Regions from separate parts of the Macaca mulatta genome. Here region 1 is linked to region 2. A link is a contact called in public Hi-C data. All regions are on one chromosome and are shown on one strand. Each heading gives the region's core, a stretch centred on a gene start, on an enhancer-like site or on the middle of the called end of the contact. The rest is flanking DNA. Distances are from core to core; before and after follow the strand shown. Region 1 holds the start of USP8 (ubiquitin specific peptidase 8). Region 2 holds the start of GABPB1 (GA binding protein transcription factor subunit beta 1).

Evidence for each region. A called contact is a pair of places that touch in the nucleus more often than the background predicts.
Region 1: a contact with region 2 is called in a Hi-C map of liver, with 4 times the contacts expected there. The contact joins the promoter of USP8 here to the promoter of GABPB1 in region 2. A contact is called at or near these places in 5 of 14 Hi-C or Micro-C datasets (blood, cortical neurons, fetal cortex germinal zone and 2 more).

What each region holds. Positions count from the first base shown.
Region 1 is chr7:27,746,715-27,754,142 of T2T-MMU8v2.0, reverse strand. USP8 (ubiquitin specific peptidase 8) reads right to left here and starts at 2,872. Exons shown (of 20, transcript NM_001265619.1): 1 at 2,824-2,872.
Region 2 is chr7:27,682,112-27,688,929 of T2T-MMU8v2.0, reverse strand. GABPB1 (GA binding protein transcription factor subunit beta 1) reads left to right here and starts at 3,538. Exons shown (of 9, transcript NM_001194637.2): 1 at 3,538-3,961.

The DNA.
Region 1 (7,428 bases), core at 1,623-4,122, 66 kb before region 2:
GAGAACTGTAACATGCCATTAAAACATAATGCATTATGGTTAAAGAAATTGGAAATGGGTTGGGCGCAGTGGCTCACGCCTGTAGTCCCAGCACTTTGGGAGGCTGAGGCGGGTGGATCACAAGGTCAAGAGATCGAGACCATCCTGGCCAACATGGTGAAACTCCATCTCTACTAAATACAAAAATTAGCTGGGCGTGGCGACATGCTACTTGGGAGGCTGAGGCAAGAGAATGGCATAAACCCAGGAGGCAGAGGTTGCAAAAAGCCGAGATCGTACCGCTGCACTCCAGCCTGGCGACAGAGCAAGACTCCATCTCAAAAAAAAAAAAAAAAAGAAAAGAAATTGGAAATTGGAAGCATACCTTATTATTCATCTGCTATATAAATGCAAACAAGAGTCCAATACAACTTTGTCATCAAAATTACAGTAGACAAAGCATGGCCACAAATTCTTTGACATTTTTCCCTTCAAAAGTGAGGGTTGGATACTGGTCTGACTGCTCTAACCAACAGAGTATGTTGGAAATAATGTTGTGCCTATTTCTGGGTTCAGGCTTTTTGGGAGACACGCAGCTTCTATTTCCTGTCTCCTCAAACATGTATTCTTGGAACCTAACCACCATACTGTTCACGTCAGAAGTTCAAGTCACGTGAAGAGGCTATGTGTGGGCATTCCAGTTGACATTTCCAGCTGAACTCCTAGCCAACATCAACTGCCTTCACATGAATTAGCCATTTTGGATGTCCAGACCAGCTGAGCTCTCGGATGACTCCAAACTCAGCTGCTTATCTGAATACAAACGCATTAAAGTCTAGGTGAGAACCACTTAGCTAAGTACAGGCAGGCCAGAGAAACAGGAGAGATATAAATTATAGTTTTAAGCCACTGTGTTTTGGAGTCATTTGTTACGCAGCAATAGGTAACTGGGACAACAACAAGGTATTTTTTAAATGTTTCCTTAATTATTTCTAATTTTATTAGCAACACATCCTTGAAGACTTTTTTTCCTTTCACTTCCGTAAATATGAGCGCATTTTCATGTAGAAAAGTTCATAATAAAGTATAATGCTAGACTTATGAAAAAAATTTAATGTACTGGTTTTATTTTCCAACTGTCTTACTCAAAAGTCATTTTGATTATTTTCCATTATGTCCACGCTTTTTATTTTAATTTTTTGAGATGCAGTTTTGCTCTTGTCACCCAGGCTGGAGTGCAATGGTGCAATCTCAGCTCACTGCAACCTCTGCCTCCCCGGTTCAAGCGATTCTCCTGCCTCAGCCCCTGGAGTAGCTGGGATTACAGGCGTGTGCCACCATGCCCAGCTAATTTTGTTTTTTAGTAGAGACCAGGTTTCGCCATGTTGGCCAGGCTGGTCTCGAACTCCTGACCTCAGGTGATCCACTCTCCTCGGCCTCGGAAAGTGCTGGCATTACAGACGTGAGCCACTGCGCCCAGCCACGTCCACATTAATAAACAAATGCCCATAATGATTAATAAAGTCCAAGTAAATATATTAAAAAATGAAATGCTAAAAAAGTCACCTTTAAAACATTTTTGTTAGTTTTTCTTATACATTGTTTTCTAAAAAAAATACATGCCTATGTGCAAAATTTCATTAATGACAGGTGTGTATATATATATATTTTTACTACTACAGGGTCTTCACTATCTAATATTAAAGATGCATCCAATGTGTCACAAGAAAAGGAATACCTATTTCAAGGCAGCCATATCAACATGATAAAGACATAACACAACCGATATCACCTTCCAGATATGCTTAATGGTCCAGGGATATGTTGTAAGGAGAAACTACCCAAATCTATCATGAATGACATTCACCAACGAATCTTAAACAGAATCGGCTGAAATGCAAAATCTGCTTACATGGCAAAGCCGCAGCAGAGCAAGCCTAAAACAGGAACACTTCCTTAACAAATAACCACTTGGCATTTTTAATGGCTGCAGCAAGATATTTACAAAACTAAGGATGCTTCGCAGATTCAGAAAAGGTAATATCCTTTAGATACAAATCCCTTTCATCTGAAACCCTCAGGTCTCTTAAATTCTAAATTCCTTAGGCTCTGCAACACCTCCGTGTCAGGTAAATATTTTGTTAGTGATTAAGTGACTTGTTCAAGGTCACAGAATGAACTGGAGGCAAGAAATAAACCCAGGAGGGTGGTCTGCAGCTTTCTATATAAATGCACATCGCTGCAAGTAAGGATTCCGATAATTTCCAAGGTGGAGTGGCGGCGAAATGAACTTGTCCCACAACTCTAGGTTGGAAGGCACTTTTTAGGGGGGCGGGGAAAAGCTTCTATTTGAGGCAGTCATAGTTTTAACTCTGATAAGCTTATAGGGTCTTTAAACTCCTACTTCACTAAAATGAAGTGTGACTAGGGAAGAGGAGAAACTGGGAAACAGTTTTAGGAGCTGTAGTAAGGCCTGGGATTGTAGGCAGATTGCAGAGAGTAAAATAAAAAAAATAAAAAAAAAACAAAAACAAAAAACCGGAAGCAAGAGGAAAGAGGTCAAAGTCGGGTATAAGTGTCCAAGAGAACGGAAGAATGGTCAAAGCCACCTTTTAAAACCGAAAAACCGCACGAAACTCGCTTGGCAATCCTAGATGGGTGGCGTAAAAGACTCAAGGTTGGGCCCTTCCTCTCCACAAGCCGGTTCTACCTTTCGGAGTTGTCCCACTCCTCTCCGCGGACAGGGCTTGTCTCCCGGGTGACCAGCAGCTGGTGGAAGGAGAGGGGGTTCACAGCGGACGACTTCCCAGAGGACAGGTGCCAGGGCCCAAGACCCGCACTCACCGTGACGCCCGGCGCGCTTCACTAACGCCAGCCTTCTCGCCAAACGCCCATCTCCCAAGAACTCGAGGGAGAATTAGCCTTGGCTATCAGGACGGAAGCCAGCCCAGCTCATCCCCTTTTCCCGATTTGCATTGCGAGGCGACGCGTCGCGTCTCCAGACGTCACGGTAGGGGCTGGGCTTCGCGTGCGCTCCTTGACTTCTCTCTTCCACCGCCCTCCCCCTTTCGGTGAGGGCCGAGCGGCGGGGCGAGGGAGGGTCGAGGGAGGGTCGAGGAGGACGTTATGGGTGGGCGGCGGCGGCAAGGGCGGGATTTCTCTGAGCCGGATCAACACAGTCGGCCGGTTCTGTACCCCCCGCACTGCACCCTGCATTTCCGGGTTGCAACCGGGCGGTAGCCAAGCGGCCCAGGTTCGCTTCGCATCCTGGGCCTTGTGGAAGAAGCGAGGTTGCTCTTGCATCCCTTTACTACGTTATTTTCCTCCTCAGATTGGAAATTAGAAAAAACTTAAAAGGGGATTTAACGCCCCTCTATTTCTGTCTTAACATTCTCTGAAGCCAAGCCTTTCTTTGGTCAAAGAAAAACAGGTATTATCCTAAAACATATTTTATGTACAATTTTTAACGTCATTTAAAAGGCCCCGTCGAGGCCGGGCACGGTGGCTCACGCCTGTAATCCCAGCACTTCGGGAGGCCGAGGCGGGCAAATCATGAGGTTAGGAGTTCGAGACCAGCCTGGCCAATATGGTGAACCCCCCCCACCCCCCATCTCTATTAAGAATACAAAAAAATTAGCTTGGCGTGGTGGCGCGCGCCTGTAATTCCAGCTACTCCAGTGGCTGAGGCAGGAGAACTGCTTAAACCCGGGGAGGGGAGGTTGCAGTGAGCCGAGATCGCGCTGCTGCACTCCAGCCTGGGCAGCAGAGCAAGACTCCGTCTGGTTGGGGGAAGGCCGGTCTAACAGAAACGAAATGAGAGGTCTGAACTTTCTCGCGAGCTGATCTTTGTACTCTCTTAGAGAAAGGTGATTGGATGCTCCGGTTATCTGTAAACATAAAATTGATTTGGGTGGAGCTTTAGGCAGTAGTCACTAAGGCCTCAGGAACACTCCGGGTGTCTTAGGGATGGGAAATCTGGCAGCAAGATCTAGTAGACGTAGGCCGGGCGCAGTGGCTCAAGCCTGTAATCCCAGCACTTTGGGAGGCCGAGACGGGCGGATCACGAGGTCAGGAGATCGAGACCATCCTGGCTAACACAATGAAACCCCGTCTCCACTAAAAATACAAAAAAATTAGCCAAAAAATTAGCCGGGCGTGGTGGCGGCGCCTGTAGTCCCAGCTACTCGGGAGGCTGAGGCAGGAGAATGGCGGGAACCCGGGAGGCGGAGCTTGCAGTGAGCCGAGATCGCGCCACTGCACTCCAGCCTGGGCGACAGAGCGAGACTTCGCCTCAAAAAAAAAAAAAAAAAAAAAAAAAAAAGATCTAGTAGACGCTTTTAAGTGAAAGTGTGTGCCACATTGTACAGTGTAAACTGCTCGGGTGATGGGTGCACCAAAATCTCAGAAATGACCACTAAAAAACTTTTCCATGCAACCTGTTACCCCAAAACTACTGAAATGAATTTTTTTTTTAAAGGATAAAATAAAGTGTGTTCAATGAATTTGTAATGAAGGCCAGTTTCAGTGGCCCAGGCCTGTAATCCCAGCACTTTGGGAGGCTGAGGCAGGAGGATCCCTTGATCCCAAGAGACAGAGACCAGCTTGAGCAACAAAGGGAGACCCCCATCTCTACAAAAAAAAATTTTAAAATTAGGCTGAGTGCAGTGGCTCATGCCTGTAATCCCAGCACTTTGGGAGGCCGAGGTGGGCAGATCACTTGAGGTCAGGAGTTTGAGACCAGCTTGGCCAAAATGGTGAAACCTCGTCTCTACTAAAAATACAAACATTAGCTGGGCGTGGTGGCACGCACCTGTAATCCCAGCTACTCAGGAGGCTGAGGCAGGTGAATTGACTGAACCAGGAAGGTGTAGGTTAGATCATGCCACTGCACTCCAGCCTGGGCAACAGAGCGAGACTCCTCCAAAAAACAAAAAAAAAAATCTAAGTTACAAATAGCATTTCCGTTTTCCATAGAATCTAAAACTCCCCAAAATTTCTGTGAACTACAGCAGTATTTTCTCCACTTGGTAAGAGACATAAGGACAGCTTTACTACCCTTCTTTATCCAAACTAAGTTAAGAACAGCCCAGGTTTCCTGATTCTCACTCCCAAGTAAAACTAAATAGGTTTTATGTATGTTGCAGCTGTTGCACCCTTTTCCTCTTTGAAATAAAACTTTTCTATTTGTTTGGGGAAAGAAAACATGACTGAAAGTCCAAAGTGTTAGCTTAGAGCTCAAAACACTAGCTGCTGTTTCAAGGTCCAGTCTCCATGTGGACGGCTCATGGCCTGTTTAAATTGTTGCCATAAGGAAATGGGGCAGAGTGTTGCCAATTTTCTGATTTTCTGTGCGTGGGAAAAATCTCCAAACTGCTTTTTAAATTTGGGGAATATTTTTTATATATATATATGTGTGTGTGTGTGTGTGTGTGTGTGTGTCAACTAACGTAATCCATATACACACGAATTGTTAGTTGACAACAACAGTATACATAAAAAAATTTACAAACACTGCAAAACAAATAAAATCCAAGCCATCCATTTGTGACCACAGTCATAAGCATTAACTTAGCCAGGGGCTTTCAGATAATTCTCTGTTAAAGAGGAAGTCTGAGAAAAGACTAAGATAACCAAATGAACATAATGCCAAAGAATGAAATCATGGGAACAATTTGGATTTTGTTCCAAAGTCAAGTGTTTTTTAAATAATCTTTCCATACTTCATGTTTTGTTCTATAGAGTTCAACGTTTTAACTTCCATGGCCCTTTAGATCTCTTTCGAGCACATTCCATGATTTTTCTTCTGATCATACTCCCTCCACAAAACCTTTTTCGGCTGGGTGTAGGGGCTCACAGTTGTAATCCCAGCACTATGGGAGGCTGAGGTGCATGGATTGCTTGAGGTCAGGAGTTTTGAGACCAGCCTGGGCAACATAGCAAGATCCTATCCCTACAAAATATTAAAAAATTAGCCGGGCACGGTTGGTGCATGCCTGTAGTCCAAGCTACTTGAGAGGCTGAGACAGGAGGATTGGTTGCGCCCAGGAGTTTGAGGCTTCAGTGAGCTATGATTCCGCCACTGAACTCCATCCTGGGTAACGGAGTGAAGACCCCGTCTCTTTGAAAAGAAAATAATAATAATTAATTTTTTAAAACCCCTTTTTCATTTCCCAACATTTTTTTGGCTACTATGATCTCTAAGTGTTACTTCAAATAATTTCCAGTGAATCCACACTTGATGTTGCAGGGCCTGAGTTTGCTGCAGAAATATAATTTCCCACACTCTATGCCTAAAGGGGATTCAGAGCTATCACTTTAAACCAAAAGTATTGATTTTTAAAGCTGCTTAGACAACAAAGTCAGGAAAGGTACTCTAAATGTTTAACAGCAATCATCTTTGGGGTATGGGCATCTTGGTAGGTACAGTGTGGTGAACATCCATATTTTACTTTATGCGCCTGAGAGACTATTTGAACTTGTTACACTGAATGTGTATTACTTTTATAATCAAAAATAATTAAGATTTAAAACAACGTATTTGACTAGTAAAAAGCACATTATGTAAATTGGTTTAATAATAATGTTAAGGAGGCCATTTAGCAATGATTTGACCGAATCCATATCAAAGTTTGATTGAATTTTTTGGAAATCAGATATTTTGTTACTCTCTGCCCTGTTCTCTGTGAAGTCTTTTCTTTAAAAAACTACAAACTTATCCGAACAGTAGTTCACAAAACTTTGTTGTCCTCTTCCTCTGTAGAAATTAAAACCAAATATATATAATTAAGAAATCATGATAATACTCTTCATTCCTATAAAAATAATTAAGATAGACCTATAGGATTGTTGAGCATGGCTGCTAAATATAGTAACTAGTAACCACAGCTAGTTGTAAAATTAAAAATTCAGTTCAGTCAAAGTAGCCATATTTCAAGTGCTCAATAGCCACTAGTGGCCCAGCAGATATAGGCTATTTCCATTATTAAAGAAAGCTCTAATGGACAGCACTGGACTAGGACATGTATTCTGTATTTTTCCCCTCACCCACCATCCGATAATGAATAATAGTTCAGAGTAAAAGTGGAAAAAAAATGTGTATTGTAACCAACCAAGCAGCAGTATCTGTGGCACCTAGAATCTAAGTGGTCATCAGCTGTTCAGAGGCATGGCCTGTATTTGATCATAGCTTTAATTTACATGCTATCCAGCATAAGCAGTAGTCCAAAATCTGGTTCGTCTTCCAATCATTTAACAAGTACTTGCTGAATGCATGTTCTATGCCAGGCATTGTTTTAGATTCACAATATAAAATTCCTGCTCAACACAGAGCTGACTTACATTCTAGTCAAGGAGACATACAATAAGCAAATATGCATATAGTATGTGAAGTGCTAGAAGTGTTAGAAGAAAAATAAAACAGGATAAAGGACTAGCAAGGACAGTGGTTTT
Region 2 (6,818 bases), core at 2,289-4,788:
ATAAAATTAGTCTGTTAAATTGCTATAAGTTTCTACATTTACTTTCTGTAAATGACTTGTCATGGATGTGTAACAAAGGGCTTACAGACTGGCACTGCCCTGTGGACCACACTCTTGGTGGAACTGCTCTAGAGTGCTGACAAAAATCAGACTTTGAATCCACAAGGCTGAAGTCAAAGCAACTGAAGGGTGTCCTGACTCACAGCTGGCCACCTAGTGGCCTCTTTCTAGTCATAAGCACAATGTTGTGTCACTCCTTAGTTCAAAAACCATCCATTGTTCTGCCTGACTCAAGGGTAAAATCTCAGTCCTTTAATCTGACATCCAAGGCCTTCCAGAGCTGGTTCTAAACTTTTTAAGTCTGACTTTCCACTATTCTCTATTTCACTAGACTGCACTGTCCAATATGGTAACAACTTGTCCCACTTGAAATGCAGGAAGTGAAATGAGGCTAATTTAGGAACCGAATTCATAATCCTAACTTTAATTTAAAATAAAATTTAAAAATACACACGATTCGATTACCGTACAACTTTTAAGTATGCTTGGAACGACTTGGATATGTGAATCTATTTTTTCAGCTGGAAATTTTACGAAATCAAGTACTGAGATATGTTATAAGTATAAAATACACACCAGATTTCAAATGCTTAGTTATGAGAAAAATGTAAAATATTTTTAATGTTTAGTGATTTTTTATATTGATCACATGTGAAATAATATTTGGATATACTGGGTTAAATAAAAGGTGTAATTAAAATTAATTCCACCTAGACAACATGCCCCAAACCTAGGCATCACTATTGATTCCTCCTTTTCCTCATTTAATTGGTGAGCAAGATAGGTCAGCTTTTTGGATCCATCCACTTTCCTCATCTCTACTGCTACTATCCTAGTCCATGATACTCCGTTTCGTAAATCCTTCAATGGCTTCCAGTGCATGTCACCTTATCGAGGCTGAAGACTTCACCTCCTATCATTCCTTCTTTTGGTCAGTAGACTTCAGCTACACTGACCTTGCTGTTCCCTAAACACAACAAACTTCTCACCTTAGGGCCTTTGCCCTGCTATTTTGGTCTCACACTCTGTTCTTAAGTCCTTTCTAATACCTTCTCAGTGAGGCCATCTCTGATCAACCAACCACCAAAAGTCTGCTCTCTTTTCCCCAGACTAACACTTCATCCAATCAGCCTTTAATTCTCTTCACAAACTTTTTTTTTTTTCCTTTTTGAGACGAAGTCTCCTTCCATCGCCCAGGCTGGAATGCAGTGGCGAGATCGCGGCTCACTGCAGCCTCCATGTCCTGGGGTTCAAGCTATTCTCCTGCCTCAGCCTCCGGAGTACCTGGGATTACACGAGCGTGCCATTGTGCCCAGCTAATTTTTGTATTTTTAGTAGTGATGGGGTTTCGCCAGGTCGGCCAGGCTGCTCTCTAACTCCTGAGCTCAGGAGATCCACCCACCTCAGCCTCCCAAAGTGCTGGGATTACCGGCGTGAGCCACTGCACCCGGCCTTCTTCACAAACTTACGGGATATTTTCTCATTTTAAAAACTTGTTTATACGCTGTTTCCCTCTAAAAACAGGAGTTGGAACCGTTTGTTTTGCTGCTGCTTTATTTCATTTATTCAGCTGCTTTATTTCTTCCAACAGTGTTGAATGAATATCTAATTGCTGGCTACACGTATCTGTCTGGTTGGCTCACAGGCACTTCGAATTTTACATGGTCGAAACAGAGAGTTCTTTCTTCCCTAACATATATTCTCTTATTTTGTTTCTAATCTCAGTGAAGATATTACTGTCCTCGTAGCTGCTCCAACTCATTTGGCAGTCACCTCTGACATCTATTTTCCTCAGTCATTTTCAGTTAACGAAATCTCCCAATAACCACTTCATCTTCTTCACAACTACTTGCCACCAACTCAGTCCAAGTCATTGTTGGCTCACAGTCTACTGTTTACTCCAAACTCTTTTCCTTGCCTCAAATTTTTGTGTAACAGTGATCTGTCTAAAATGAATTCAATCCTGATTCTTCTACTTAAAATCTTTCAATATCTTCCTCCTGGCTCTCAGAAGCTCACTTCTGCACATAGCATTCAAGGCCTTCACAAGCAGACCTCCAGCACTGTCTTCTTTACCCAAAAATCTCTCCAGTGTTTGCCTCCAAACATCGGTACTTACTGCTTCTTATCTAGGTCTTCCACAATACCCTTATTAAAGCCAATTGCTTCTCTAGTCCCATTCCATTTTATTCCTCCCTCTTGGTTTAGTAAGGGGTTCCTCCTTTATTTGATTCCACGGTATTAAGTAGCTTCACTCTCATCATACTGATGATGCCTACTTACTTGTCTACATTCTACAGCGTAAGATTAATGAGAGAAACGATTTTCTAACAATAATTAGCTGAATGTTCACTCAATGCTCATTCTGGGGGCAACGATTTTCTAACAATAATTAGCTGAATGTTCACTCAAACAATGCTCATTCAAATAATGCTACAGAAAAACATCAGCATTTTGACAAATTTCTATTAACTGAAGCAATGAAAATATTAAATCAAAAGAAAACATAGACTATGGTTCCTACGCTTTTTTTCTGTTTTAGCCACAATGCTTTAATAAATTACGCAAAGACTACAAACCTTTATTACATCAATTGTTACCAAAGGCTAAGTGGAGAAAGATTACTTATCTGAGGCTGCACAAAATCAGTGGGCAATGTGGATTTCATTTAAGCTTGTCAGTTCTCCTGGATTAAATTCTTGGCGCTGTCTCACATACTCCCAAGTCCTAGATGTAGGATGCTATAAGTTGCGGTTACTAGGTTGGGAAAGCCATGCCCTGACTCCCCTGCGAAAAACATATCAATATGTTAAGTTCCTTAGCAAATCACATCTAGATTAAGTTCATAAAGCTTTTTTTTTTTTTTTTTTTTAACCTTGCAATCTCCAAACTTTTGCTACTTAATAAAATACAACAAAAGTTTTGACATTCCAGCCACGGAAAAACAGATCTCTACCTCTGAGGTGGCAGTAATCCAAGCAGTTACTAGGATCTACGAAATATGAGGCATCATTAGAATGCTCGGGAAAAAAATCTACAGAAATATGTACATCTTCGTCATGAATCTGACCGTTGAGTTTATGCAAAAGTGGAAAAGGAACCTCACTCGTTCCTTCCCTGGTACCTTCACAGCGTCTCCCGTCCCAGTTTGACTAGTTGAATCTAGGGACACTTAAAAGGTAAATCCTAGCCTCCTGTCCTTGCGTCTCCCAGGATTCTGCTAGGCCGCTCAGTTGTCAAGCTTAAAGTCCAAAGATTCCGCACTCTCCGTCTTTAAACGGTCATGTCACAGAGACACGAAGGTTAGCACAGAACATTAGTTCCCAAACTACTACCCACCGCAGAAACAGGCGGGAAGGCTCCGCGGCCACCCAGCCTCTCCGCCGCGCACATGGCCGGCCGCAGCTCCCACCCCCGCTGCCGCGCAGGCGCCGGGTGGGCCGGGACTTGCGGTCGCCGAGAGCGGATCATTCCGCCGCTTTCTTTGTGTGGCTGAAGCGCTAGAAATGGCATACTTTCATCCCTTTCGTTAAAAAATCAGACTCTCTTTCCCCTCTCTCCCCGTGGGAACAGAGTCAGGGAGTGGGTAGGAGCGGGATCTGCCGATGAGTGCAGAGGCGGAAAATCCTCGGGCGAGCAGCTGACGAGGGCCGGGTCCGGGAGGGATGCTGGGAGCTTGACTCACTCGCACACCATGTGTCCCTCCGCGCGCAGCACGGGGGACTTTTCGGTGGGGATTTTGGGCGCCGACCAGACGCGGCATTTTCGGAAAATAGCGCCCTGTGCTGCTGGAGCGCTTTGTGTGTAGCGGGGCCGCGTCAGCCCGGCCGGGTACGAGGCGCCTCGGGTCCCCGCACCACCTCCTGCTGCCTTCCCGTCGCCGCTCCCGAAGCTTTTCCAGGTCAGTGCGGGTCTGTGTAGGGCCCTGTTACCACCGGATGTGGAAGTTGATCTCTTCGCTGGTAAAAAATAATTCCACTTCCCCCGGAACCCAGATCATCCCCGCGATTTCCTGTTTATTGCATTAAGGCGCCGGGTTTCCGGGGCTCCTGGCCCCGCTTATTCCGCGGGGGTCGGCGGGGTCGGCCTGGGCGCCCGCTCCGCCTGCGCCGCCGCTGCGCTTTGTCCGCTGGGCACCCCGCTTCTGGGAGGGGCGGGCAGACATGGTGGCGGCCGCCGCCCCCTCCTCGGCCCTGGCGTGCGGCGGCCTCCTCGCGGCTGCCCGGCGGGCCGGTCCCGAGCGGCAGCCCCGGGGTGGCGATGGGGTCGCGCCGAGGCAGCGGAGGTTCTGCGGGCGACTGGAGGTTGGCAGTGGGCGGGAGGAGGAAGGCAGGCGCGGCCGGGCCCGGCCTCTGGCGCCGCGGTACCCTTTGTCTGGGCAGCTTGACGGCCCCGCTGGGCTCTCCGGAGAGGGGAACGGGCGGCGGGGGCGGCGGGTCCTGGGCGCCCTGTGCTGCGGGGCCGAGAGGCGCTCGGGCCGCGGCGGGATCGGCCGGCCCAGACAGGGTTAACGGGAGAGCCTGGCCAGTCCCGCGCGGAGCCCCCGCAGCGACAGCCTTGGCCGCGGGGACTGGAGTCCTGAGGGGGAGAAGCCTGCCGTTTTGAAGGCTTGGGACTTCTGCCCGAAAGACTTCGCCGCCGAGACCCGCGGGTGCACGGCCTCAGGGAAAAAGTTGAGAATTTTGCCAGGTCATCTCTGCCAGGGCACAGTTCATCAGTGTGTATTTAGTGTGTTTCGGTGAAGCTCTCCAAGTGTGTTGAATCAGCGTGCCTAGCCTCAAGGGTGCATCGTGAAAACTGAAACCAAAGGAATGATACAGGCCTGCTTTGTGTGTGTCTTCCCACTTGAAGCTTGTTTTCAGTACAAATACACTTGCTTTAAACCTGATTGGACTGTGGCGAGCGGACATCTGTTCAAAGGAGGGGCCGAGACCACAGTACTTCTGAAGGGGGCTTGATAATGTGGAAACATTTTAAGTTTTCTCTCCGGACTGTTTTGCTCTTTCAATTCAGGCAAGTTACTGAAGTACGTTTTTTATCTAGAAAAAGGTTTGATGTAGGCTGTAAATGGTCCTTGTAAAGTACATTGCCATCCCAGAATGAAAAGATCGACTCTCATTTATTATGCAGAAGTTAGTGGTCAGACATTCTTGTAGATAGTTTATCTCATGTAAAGACCCACCCAGCTTGGTTTAAATTTTTTTCTCACTGACGTATAAACCATCAGCTTTGATACTTCCATTTTCAGGGTCAGACTTTGAGGAAACTAAAGATGGCTTTTTTTTTTCTCCCGGGTTTTTTTTTTCCCAAAAACAAAAAATACATCCATTACATGTTAACATAGATGATTTGTTAAGAGTAACATCTTGCATTTTTGCAAATCTTTTTAATGCCTGGTTTAATAGAAGATTCTCAAAACTACGTCACTGTTGTGGTTAGCACACCATGTAAACCTCTGGAACACTCCACTGTACACTCATACTTTTTTTTTTTTTTTAATACCAAAAAACAGAAATGTGTCATTCTTACCGTGCTTTCACCATACAAGTCAAATCAGGATGTTATGCAAGACACATTTTAACAAGACGAATAAGATTGATTCCCATACTTTTTTTTACCGGGCTCCAGCTTTTTTTAAAAGTTGGAATTTAGGTACCTAAACAAAATCACAAATAATGACTGCATAATCTTCCTATGATCTTGGAGACTCAGGAACATTTGAAAATATTCTTAAGTGATTAAAAAATTTAATTCTAGTACGTACAATGATTTACACAAGTAACACGTGAATTCCACATTACATATGCTATTAACACTGGTGTGTAAATGTTATTTTAAAAATGAAACATGCTGAAAACTATAGGAGGTGCAGATTCTACGGAAAACTAGTTCTGCAGTGAGTCCTTTGGTGAAACGAATAGTTCGCAGATACGTATCCTTAGAGTTCTTTGTCTCTTTGAATCATTCTGGGTTTTCTAGGTTGGGAGACAATTATACCTAACTGATTAATGGGTAAAAATTTAAGGCCATACTTTAATGGTTTTGAAAGGAAGCTAAGTTTGTTTCTAGTTGTTACTGTGAACTCTAGTCTGAATCTGTCAGTCTGTAGTTCTCTACTGTTCCATCAACAGGAAGCATCTGGTCATTCTTGGTGTAATTGTTAGAAAATACCAGGTGTATTTTTAATGTTTGCTGTTTAAATGAAAATAGATTGGATCTTGGTTAAGTTTACTTGGTTTGGCCAGGCACAGTGGCTCACGCCTGCAATCCCAGCACTTGGGGAGGCGGAGGCGGGCCGATCACCTGAGGTCAAGAGTTTGAGACCAGCCTGGCTAACACGGTGAAGCCCCATTTCTACTAAAAGTACAAAAAATTAGCCGGGTGCGGTGGCGTGCGCCTGTAATCCTAGCTACTTGGGAGGCTGAGGCAGGAGAATCGCTTGAGCCAGAGAGATGGAGGTTGCAATGAGCCGAGATAGCGCCATTGCAATCCAGCTTGGGCAACAAGAGCGAAACTCTGCTCCGTCTCAAAAAAAAAAAAGTATGCTTGGTTTTAGTTTGTTTTTTCCTCTAACATTGTGTCATTATAATGGACCACATCTCCTGTACCATGGATGTTTTGTTTTGTTTTGTTTTTCCTTTGCCCTTCGTTACCTTGTTAGAAATAGTAACGGGTAAAGTTCACATGTCATGAGGAATTCAGAAATTACATGAAGTTTTGCATCATGAATTTATTTTTGAGGGTGCTTGAGGTGGTTA